Regions from separate parts of the Mus musculus genome. Here all the other regions are linked to region 2. A link is a contact called in public ChIA-PET and promoter capture Hi-C data. All regions are on one chromosome and are shown on one strand. The core of a region is the stretch at or near the end of the contact, and the rest is flanking DNA. Distances in the headings are between cores, read along the strand shown. Region 1 holds the start of Ccdc121 (coiled-coil domain containing 121). Region 2 holds the start of Wdr26 (WD repeat domain 26). Region 3 overlaps Gm39715 (a long non-coding RNA gene).

The links. Promoter capture Hi-C pulls out the DNA fragments that hold promoters and counts their contacts. ChIA-PET counts read pairs in DNA pulled down with a chosen protein or histone mark.
Region 1: a promoter capture Hi-C map of embryonic stem cells shows a contact between it and region 2, with 2.0 times the contacts expected there. The contact joins the promoter of Ccdc121 here to the promoter of Wdr26 in region 2. A contact is called at or near these places in 3 of 39 promoter capture datasets (embryonic stem cells, hippocampal neurons and neural stem cells), 1 of 115 datasets of contacts at active chromatin or transcription factors (craniofacial prominence) and 1 of 9 other capture datasets (embryonic stem cells).
Region 3: a contact with region 2 is called in an RNA polymerase II ChIA-PET map of memory CD8 T cells, with 45 read pairs. The contact joins the enhancer-like site here to the promoter of Wdr26 in region 2. A contact is called at or near these places in 4 of 39 promoter capture datasets (the HPC-7 cell line, embryonic stem cells, hematopoietic stem and progenitor cells and 1 more), 3 of 115 datasets of contacts at active chromatin or transcription factors (embryonic stem cells, memory CD8 T cells and pancreatic cancer cells) and 1 of 9 other capture datasets (adipose tissue).

What each region holds. Positions count from the first base shown.
Region 1 is chr1:181,510,194-181,513,186 of GRCm38.p6, reverse strand. It overlaps Ccdc121 (coiled-coil domain containing 121), which reads left to right and starts at 1,736. Exons shown (of 1, transcript NM_207280.3): 1 at 1,736-2,993. The coding sequence starts at 1,802. The coding sequence ends at 2,773.
Region 2 is chr1:181,210,593-181,213,292 of GRCm38.p6, reverse strand. It overlaps Wdr26 (WD repeat domain 26), which reads left to right and starts at 1,315. Exons shown (of 14, transcript NM_145514.5): 1 at 1,315-2,217. The coding sequence starts at 1,856. It overlaps Gm38664, which reads right to left and starts at 1,857. Exons shown (of 6, transcript XM_011238899.2): 1 at 1,794-1,857; 2 at 1,247-1,483. The coding sequence starts at 1,857.
Region 3 is chr1:180,920,865-180,923,785 of GRCm38.p6, reverse strand. It overlaps Gm39715 (a long non-coding RNA gene), which reads left to right. Exons shown (of 3, transcript XR_865785.2): 2 at 701-857; 3 at 2,696-2,921. Among named protein-coding and RNA genes, the nearest start is that of Gm32199, 10 kb to the right of the region's middle. Within about 2 kb of position 1,670, at least 112 of the 459 cell types and tissues checked have an H3K27ac peak or open chromatin away from gene starts, as enhancers often do. A contact at or near this core is called in the HPC-7 cell line, memory CD8 T cells and pre-B cells, where this site is marked.

The DNA of each region.
Region 1 (2,993 bases), core at 487-2,986, 300 kb before region 2:
TTTATTTCAGAAAAAGGTTTGCTGTGTCTGGGTAGATTTACTTTGCAGTTTTCTTTTAATCCTTGTGATTGCCTCGGCATGAAGGACTTCCCATAGTTTTCTCTCTAAACTTAAGTTGAAGGCTTTTAAAGTCATCTGCCTCGATGCTCTGGGTGGCCCCATGGTTGTGTACCGTCCCTCGTGGCCTGGGAGACAGCCTACGCTCCTGCACCTTGCCCCGCCCATCCTGGATCATTATTGCGCTACCTTGTCTGCAGCTGTCTCCAGCTAATCACCAGTGTGTGAGTCTGGCGGCCAGAGAACTCGATTGTACTGTCATGCTGAGGCTCTTTTGGTTTATTTGGGCTTTTTTTCGCAGCTGGCATCTGCGAAAGCCCATCTCCAACAGATGAGTTAGCACAATTATACCAGTTATGGGCACTCGTCTGTGTCTCACATCCTGAATCTCCAGGAAATCAAGGCAGAGCCTATAGAAGCAGAGCTATTACCCAACATGGGCATTGTGTCTTCTTATATTTAGATTTCATGGGGACAGTGATTATAGAAGCCCCGTGGTTTCATATCTTCAAGGCATCCGGCACAGGCTGAGTTCCAGCTTGGGGCCATGGGGTGAGGGGAGCTGTGGTGTGAGGGGATATGACCGCTGTGTTTGTCAAACTCTGATGGCAAGAATCATTGCATTAACCCCAGATCCCTCTTTCCTCTCCAAAACACCCAAATCAGAATCTCAAGGGAGCAGTCTGGGAAACCATCACTGGAAGAATCCTTGGGCAGTTAGGGAATCACTCTCTGGGAGAGTATAACAGTCTTGCCAAGGGAGCCAAAGGGGTCGGGGGTCAGGGGTCAGGGGTCAGGGGGCCCGACAGATCCAACTACCTATAGTCCTGGACGAAGATGTTACTTCTTAGAGCTTCCACATCCTTTCATGAACTCTAAGAGATCTTATCTGTATTCAAGGATTGAGACACTGAACAGCATACAGAAGACTCTGCAGTCGCCCTTAACTTTGGCCCCACTAGGAACTGGGTCTGCAGAAAGAGCCCCCGACACCCTGATGTAGACTATACACACCAAGAGAAGGCAGAAGACATGGACATTCCATGCACAGTCGATTGCCAGAGGCTGGGTAGGCCTTTTAGCCACCTTAGCATCTGAAGGACCCCCACTTAGGCTCAGAGCTTTCTGAGGATTGGACAGAGGGTTTCTTTGTGAGTGGGGAGAAGGCAATTAGCGGGTAGTCCTTAAAACTGCAGTCATATATCCACAGAAACCAATTCTCTGGACTCTTACCCCTGGTTCAGAAATCTTGAGTGATGATTGTCCTAAATCACCTTAGATGTTCTATATGGACTTTACTGGTGCTGGGTCATCGGTGCTCATACAGGCCTGGCCTAAAACCCCTCTCAGCTTCAGCCACCTCATGCACTGCGTGGTGAGGCCCGGACTTGGAATCCAGGCTGAGTATGTTGACAAACTCTAAAAGTCAAGCAGGTCTGTTTTCTCTACCCTCCTCGTTATGAAGGGAGGACATATGCTGTTCTGACACCTGTCTGGACTTCCTGGCACTGGTTTGGACAACAAACAGTGTGACTGTTTAACAAAAAGGAAAGAGAGTCAGAAAAGCCCTGGACAGCCTCTGACCTGCTCTGACTTCCTGGCAGGCTGAGTGTCGCTTGGTCGCCTTGACCACCAGAGGGAGAAACCTTGGGAACATTTGCTCAGGACTCTGTGCCCTGAAACAACAAACCACCATCCCATGCTCTCTTGCAGTCACTCTCCTTGACCTGGGGATTCAAGGAGTATGCTTGCCCAGAGCCCTGGAGATGCACCCCCGCCAACACCACACCTTACTATTCTAAATACATATCTCAAGCCAAAGTTGCTAACGAGCTTGGAGAAACGGGTAAAAAGGAAGACAGTGGTGGCGATGAAGGAGCTGAGCCAGCAAATCCAAGAAACCAAATGCCGGCGGGAAAGGCTGCTGAAGGACAGCAGGCAGCTACTAGAGGAAAAATACCGTGTGCAGGCTGAAAACCAGCTTTTCATGGAATACCTGCGTAAAAATAAGGAACAGTGTGAGAAGAAACAGGAGGAGCTGTGGAAGCAGTACGTCCAAGAATGTGGCGAGATAGAACGCGAGAGACAAGAATTGGCATCCAGATACAACCAGAGAAACGCAGCTCTTCAAGCCCAGCTCCTGCAGGGCAGAAAGACCCAGAAGGATTTGAAGCAGCAGTTGCAGGCACTGAAGCCAGTTTACAAGATAAAGGAGGGCCAGGACGTGAAAATACAGACCTTGGAGAAGGAGCAAGAGAAAGTCCGAAGTGAGACTGCGACCAAGGACCGGGAGGCGCACTTCCAGTTCCTGCGGGAAAAGGCACTGATGGAGAAGGAGCTGCAAGAGTGGCATCTGATGGAGCTGGGGCAGATCAACACCACGGGGCTTACGAGGAAGTACAAGGCCTTGGCGCTAGCAGCCAAGCAGGCTCATTCTGAGTTCTGTGGCAGTCTCCACAGGGAGAACCAGCAGCTACGCAAGGAGCTTCAGCAACTGAGCCAGGAGTACGGCAGGTTGGATGCTGTGAGGAGCCAGCTGGAAAAGCACCGGCAGCTGGCGAAGGAGCAGCAGTGGTACCTAGAAGCCTTGACCAGAGGGCGGCAGCGGCTGCAGGCAGAACGCGAGCGCCATCATCGTGGTCATAACCCACGCCTCAAGGAACAGAGAGCTTCAAAGACCATGCTGAGCACCAAATCAAAAGCAAGTTCAAAGTAACAGCTACTGCAACTGAATTGAGGCGCAGGGAATAATCTACAAGCCAAAAAGTATCCTTCGTGGAAAATAGAAACACACTTTCAGGAAGGGCAGTTGTTGCAGCATGGGGTCGTGCTCCTTGTCTGGGACCCACATCCTCACTGTCTGTGTCCCTGGGGCTGTTGTAGATTCCGGAGATTTAGAACACTTGGAAAACTTTTTAACGGGTTATACCACCCAT
Region 2 (2,700 bases), core at 66-2,565:
ACCTGAAAGCATATTTAAAGCATGACAGCCACAATGCTAGATCTCTGTAAGACTGCCCTGGTCTCTGTCTCTCTTCCCAGTCTCAAGATGAAGAGAGCTCAGGATTCTTGACAAATCATAGGCTAATTTTTATTACACTTCTAAATTTAAAAAAGGCTGTCCCCAAAGACCTAAAAATTACTGAGCTGTGAGTGTTGTAAATTTCAGAGACATAAGATGTATTGCTTAAGGCTGTTGGGTCTGTTTGTTTGGTCTTTTTGTTGTTGTTTTCCTCCCAAATGGAAGTCACGTCAGGAAAAATATCTGTCCACACCAGGTCTACATGCTACGACCCAAGTCCATGAAACTGACTAGGGCCCCATGGACCATTTGCCACAGAGTAACATAGTTACTCAGTTCTCTGCTGCTGTGTTTCTCCACTCAAGAAAGCCGTTTAAAGCGCTGGGACAGTGAAACTCCGGCCACTTGAAAATTTCAAACCAGAATCTGAAACGGTGCCCCAATCCCACCCCTCGGTCAGAGGTACAGGAACCAGGAACAAGACATCTGAGCGAGCACTTAAAAGAAAGACAAAACAAACCTAGTAAAACTCCAAAGCAAAGCGCCTCTACACACCCTCAGCCTTTGAAACGTCTTGCCCCCACGAGTTGTTGTTTTTCCTCCCAGAGGGAAGGCAGTTTACGGCCGACTTCGCCTTCCCAGGGTGGAGCACACTCAGCTCTGCTGTCATCTCCCTTGTCCTGGACTGACACGGATACAACTGTGTGTGGTGCTTGGCTGTGCAAGTTCAAGTGTTTCCACCCTAAACCGAGGCAGTGGTTAAATCCTGAGTGCAGAGCAAGAAGCCGGTGGCCAGGGGCCTAGCACACCCTTGTGCTCGAAGTCACAAGCTGCAAAACCAGGCCGCCGGCGGCCCCACCCTGGCCCGTGCCAGTGCGTCTGCGGCCCCCTCCACGCCGGCCGCTCGCTCCTTTCTGGGTCACTCAGGGTGCAGGGCGAGGACGTGATCTCCGCCTCCCACCCTGCAGGGCCCCGGAGCGAGGCTGCGAACTTACTGCAGGCCGAGCTCGCACGCCTGACCCGGGGAGCCAGGGCGGCCTCGCACAGGCGGGCCAGGTCGTGCTGAGTCGCGCCTCCCCGCCGGGGCCGGACCCCCACCCCCGGCCGCCCTCGCCTTCACCCCACGGCCTCACCCCGGCCGCCGGACACACACGTGCCGGGTGACAGCCCCCTATAGGTTCCATACCTGCTGCCGGAAGTGAGCGAGGAGGGCAGTATAGGCATTTCCTGTGACGCCAGCGCCCGGACTCCATTAGACAGCAGCTGGGGGAAGAATCAACACACCAGGGAGCGGAGCGGCGCGGACCCAGCACCGAGGCGGCCGCTGCCTCCGCCGCCGCCTCCGCCGCCGCCGTCCGGGCTCCCAGCTTCGGGCCCGCGCCCCCCCCAGTGCCCGCGAGCCCCCGGGCCGCGCCGCGAGCGCCTCCGGAGGGGGGGGGAAGGGCCCGGTCCTCCTTCTCCCCCTCCTCCCGCCCCGCCGACCCCCGCCGCGCCCCGCCGGCCTCCCACCACGGCCTCTCTCGGCGAGGAAACTCTGGCCTCCGCTTCCTCCTCCTCCGACTCGGACGCCGGCGGAGCCTCCCCGCCCCCGCGAAAGAAGCCCCGAGCCTCGGCGGCGGAGGGAGCAGGAGAGCCCGGGGCCTCGGCGGGCCGAGCAGGCCTCCCCCCCCCGCCCTCGCCCTCGCCGGCCGCCTCCTCCTCCTCCTCCTCCGTGGTGGTGGTGGTGGGACTGCCTCCGGCCGCCCCCGCCGCCCCGCAGCGGAGCAGCGGCCACAGCCTGGTCAGCGGCGGCACCATGCAGGCCAACGGGGCGGGAGGAGGCGGCGGCGGGGGCGGCGGGGGCCAGGGCCAGACCCCGGAGCTCGCCTGCCTGTCGGCGCAGAACGGGGAGTCGTCCCCTTCGGCGACGTCCGCGGGGGACCTGGCCCACGCCAACGGGCTCCTGCCTGCCGCCCCCTCCGCCGCTGGCAACAATAGCAACAGCCTGAGTGTCAATAACGGGGTTCCCGGCGGGGCCGCCGCGGCCTCCGCCACCGCCGCCGCCGCCCAGGCCACCCCCGAGCTGGGCAGCAGCCTCAAGAAGAAGAAGCGGCTCTCGCAGTCCGATGAGGATGTCATTAGGCTCATAGGACAGCACCTCAATGGCCTAGGGCTCAAGTAAGTGTCCGTCCTACAACTGGTGAGGGCCAGGCCGGGGCCGAGCGGCCGGGTGGGTTGCGGGGACCCCGGGGCCCAGTGCGCAGGAGGCCGGGGACAGACAGCCCTGGGGGGGGGGGCGGTGGAGGGGAGGTCTAGGAAAGGGAATCGGCCCGATGTCTTAAGGCCAGCCGAGCCGCCTGGGCTGGGGAGGGGTAGTGGAAACCCAGGGCGACCCCTCCCCGCGCACCTCCAGAGCAGGATTGTCTGTCCGGGAAGGCGGACACCGAGGTTGTTTATGCTGGGGGAGGGGTGGATCAGAGCGGTGGAAATAATGAACCTTGGAGGATTTGTTTTTCAAGTGTGTCTCAGAGGCATCTTTGTGGGACACCTCCCCACCCCCACCCCTGACCGACAGCAGCCCAGGCAAACTACCAATCAGGAAGGACAGTCGCCTACAAGTGTTTATGGGAACTAAGGGGCTGGCATAATTTGGAAAGAGGC
Region 3 (2,921 bases), core at 421-2,920, 290 kb after region 2:
TCTTCTAAAGGTCCTGATTTCAATTCCCAGCAAGCACATGGTGGCTTCCAACCATCTGATACCGTCTTCTGGTGTGTCTGAAGAGAGTGACAGTATACTCACAGACATAAGAGAAGTAATTTTTTAAAAACCATAGGCCTAAATATTTGCATGTATGTGTACCACTATGTCACTGGCGGCTATGGGGGTCAGAAGACGGAGACGGATCTCTTGGGTCTGACGTTAAGGATAGTTTTAAGCTGCCATGTGAGTACTGGGAACTGCACCTCTTCAAGGCCAGTAAGTGCTCTTAACCACTGAGATAATTGTCTAGACCTGTAAAAATAAGCCTTTTAAAACAAGAAAATAATCAGATGTAGAAGCACACTCCTTTAATCTTGACACTCAAGATACAGAGGTGGGCAGACCTGTCACACATGAGTTCTAGGCCAGTCAGGGCTACAGAATGAGACTGTTAAAAAAGAAAGAAAGAAGCCGGACGTTGGTGGCGCACGCCTTTCATCCCAGCACTCAGGAGGCAGAGGCAGGCAGATTTCTTAGTTTGAGGCCAACCTGGTCTACAGAGTGAGATCCAGGACAGCCAGGGCTACACAGAGAAACCCTATCTCAAAAAAGAAAAAAGAAAAGAAAAAGAGATGAAAATAGAAGATAACACAGAAGAAAATCCAGCTGATGTGGGGTCTGGTATGGGACTTTTCAGATACTGCACCACAGTGAGGAGAGACTGCCATGTGTCCAAGCAAGGAGGCAGATGCAGAGAAGCTACTGCAGAGAAGGCAAGAAGATGATCCTACATGAAGTTCTTTCTCCTGGCCCAAGTCACAGCTACAGGCCTCTAGACCCAGGGCATGGGCCAAGTAAGAAGGGGTCCCACCCACAGAGCAGGGATAGGGATATGCAGAAAAGGACTAGGAGTGAGGCGACCAGCCTACAGAGCCAGGGGATGCTCAGAGGACCACACCCAGGGCCCTGGGGAGGTCAGCTGGACAGGGAGGGGACAGAGGGGTGTCTTTGGCTACATCAGTAGTAGAGCAGGATGGGACACAGCAGGGCTGATGATCAGGACAAAGGAAGCCTCTGGAAAAATAACTAGTAGCTAGATCCTTGAGGGAGAGAAGCCCAAAGCCCAAAGGGACAAAGAACCAAGAGAAGATGCAAGAGACACTCACTTTAGATAGCCACAGGCTGGGCTAGCATCAGGACCAGGGAGGCTGCGAGGGTATTTTTATCTTTACAGTAGAAGATGAAAGCTCAGATGTGGAAGTGAGGTCAGAGAAGCAGCTGTGCCTTGGGGAAAGAGGAACTGCTTCGGGTGGTGGTGGTGCCTGCGAGAACCCAGCAGCAAGCCTTAGTCCACAGTCTAGCAGCACAGCCGGGGAAGGTGGGGCCTGCAAAGCCCATCACACTATTGGCAGCAGGTCTGGGCAGGAGGCAAGCATGGAGGGCCCATAATCTACCTTCGCCTCCAAACACTATGCTTTTCCCAGGCCAGCCCTGGCTCTGAAGCCCTCTCTCCTTCAGAAGAACAAAGAGCTAATTAAAAAGCTAACTATAGTAGCACTCTCCTGTGATCTCAGCTCTGTGGAAGCAGAAACGGGAGGATCAGAGGCGGCCCAGGACTAACTACCCAGAGGCCTTAGAGGGTAAAGGATCTTACCACCAAACCTACCAATGTGCCTTCAGTCCCCAGAGTCACATGGTTCCCAGACCCACACAGTGAAGAGAGAACAGGTTCCTATCCTCTGACTTCCACACCACACTAAAGCTCATCCTTCTATTGTTTTGTTTTGTTTTGTTTTGTTTTGTTTAATTATCAATGGAGTGACTTGTCTACTGACAAGGGAGTTGATTGGTCTGGGGCCTACCTGGCCAGCATCTCAGCTTTACTTGACAGAGTGTTCTTCAGCTTTTTATCCAGCAAAGTGAAAAGGACTCTAGTCACGGGGGCATGGAAAGCCCCACCTCAGATCAAAGCACCAGGCCTCACGTCTAGTCAAGGGATGGTTGTGATGAGAGCCTGTCTGTAGATCCACATTGACAAGAGGCCCAGGCTACCTTGCAAGCTGCCCATACCTAAGAAAGTCTAAGAGGGCTGGACACAGCCCAGGGCGTCAAGATGATATGTGTGACCCTGGGCAGCCAAGGAGGTCCTCTAGAGAGGAAAGGATTTTTGCCTTGGACCATGTGTGCCTCCCTCTAGTATCCCTGTCTCTGAAATCACCAACCGTTCCAACGGACCTTGGCAGTTTCCACCTCCCATCTCTCATCAGGGGCAATCCTCTTGTCAGAAGCTTCCTCAGGGGGAGTGCACATGCATGAGTGTGGGCACCAGTTACTGTGTGCGCATGAGTCTATTACGTGTGTGTGTGAGCTAGTATGTATGCACATGAAAATGTGATTATGCGTGTGTGAGGATGATGCCGAGTATATATGAGTGTGTGCTTGTGTAAGAATGTGTGGTGAGTTAACTCTGGGTAAAACGGATTAGCCTTAAAATTGTAAACAATTGTTAGCTAAATGCTCTTGATTTTCTCTGGTTGTGGTATCTAAGCCAACATGGCCGGGTTACTTTCCCTGTTTGGTTGGCACACAGGAAAGTGCCCAGGGCAGAAATGCCTATCTAGGGTCTCCAGGCACCAGTGCTGGTTTGTCGAGCAGAGTTGACAAACTTCATTTTTCCTTCATGTATGTGTAGTATGCATCAGTGCCTTCGGAATCCAGATGAAGGCATCGGATCCCCTGGAACTGGACGACGTGAGCTGCCATGTGGGTGCTATTGAACTGAGGTGCTACGGAAGAGCAACCACTGCTCTTAACCCCTGATCCATCTCATCTCCCCAGCCCCCAAACTTTTAAACCTAATGTTTCAATAAAGTCTTGTTCCTCTTGAAAAAAAAAAAGAAGATATGTGATGGTGTTTA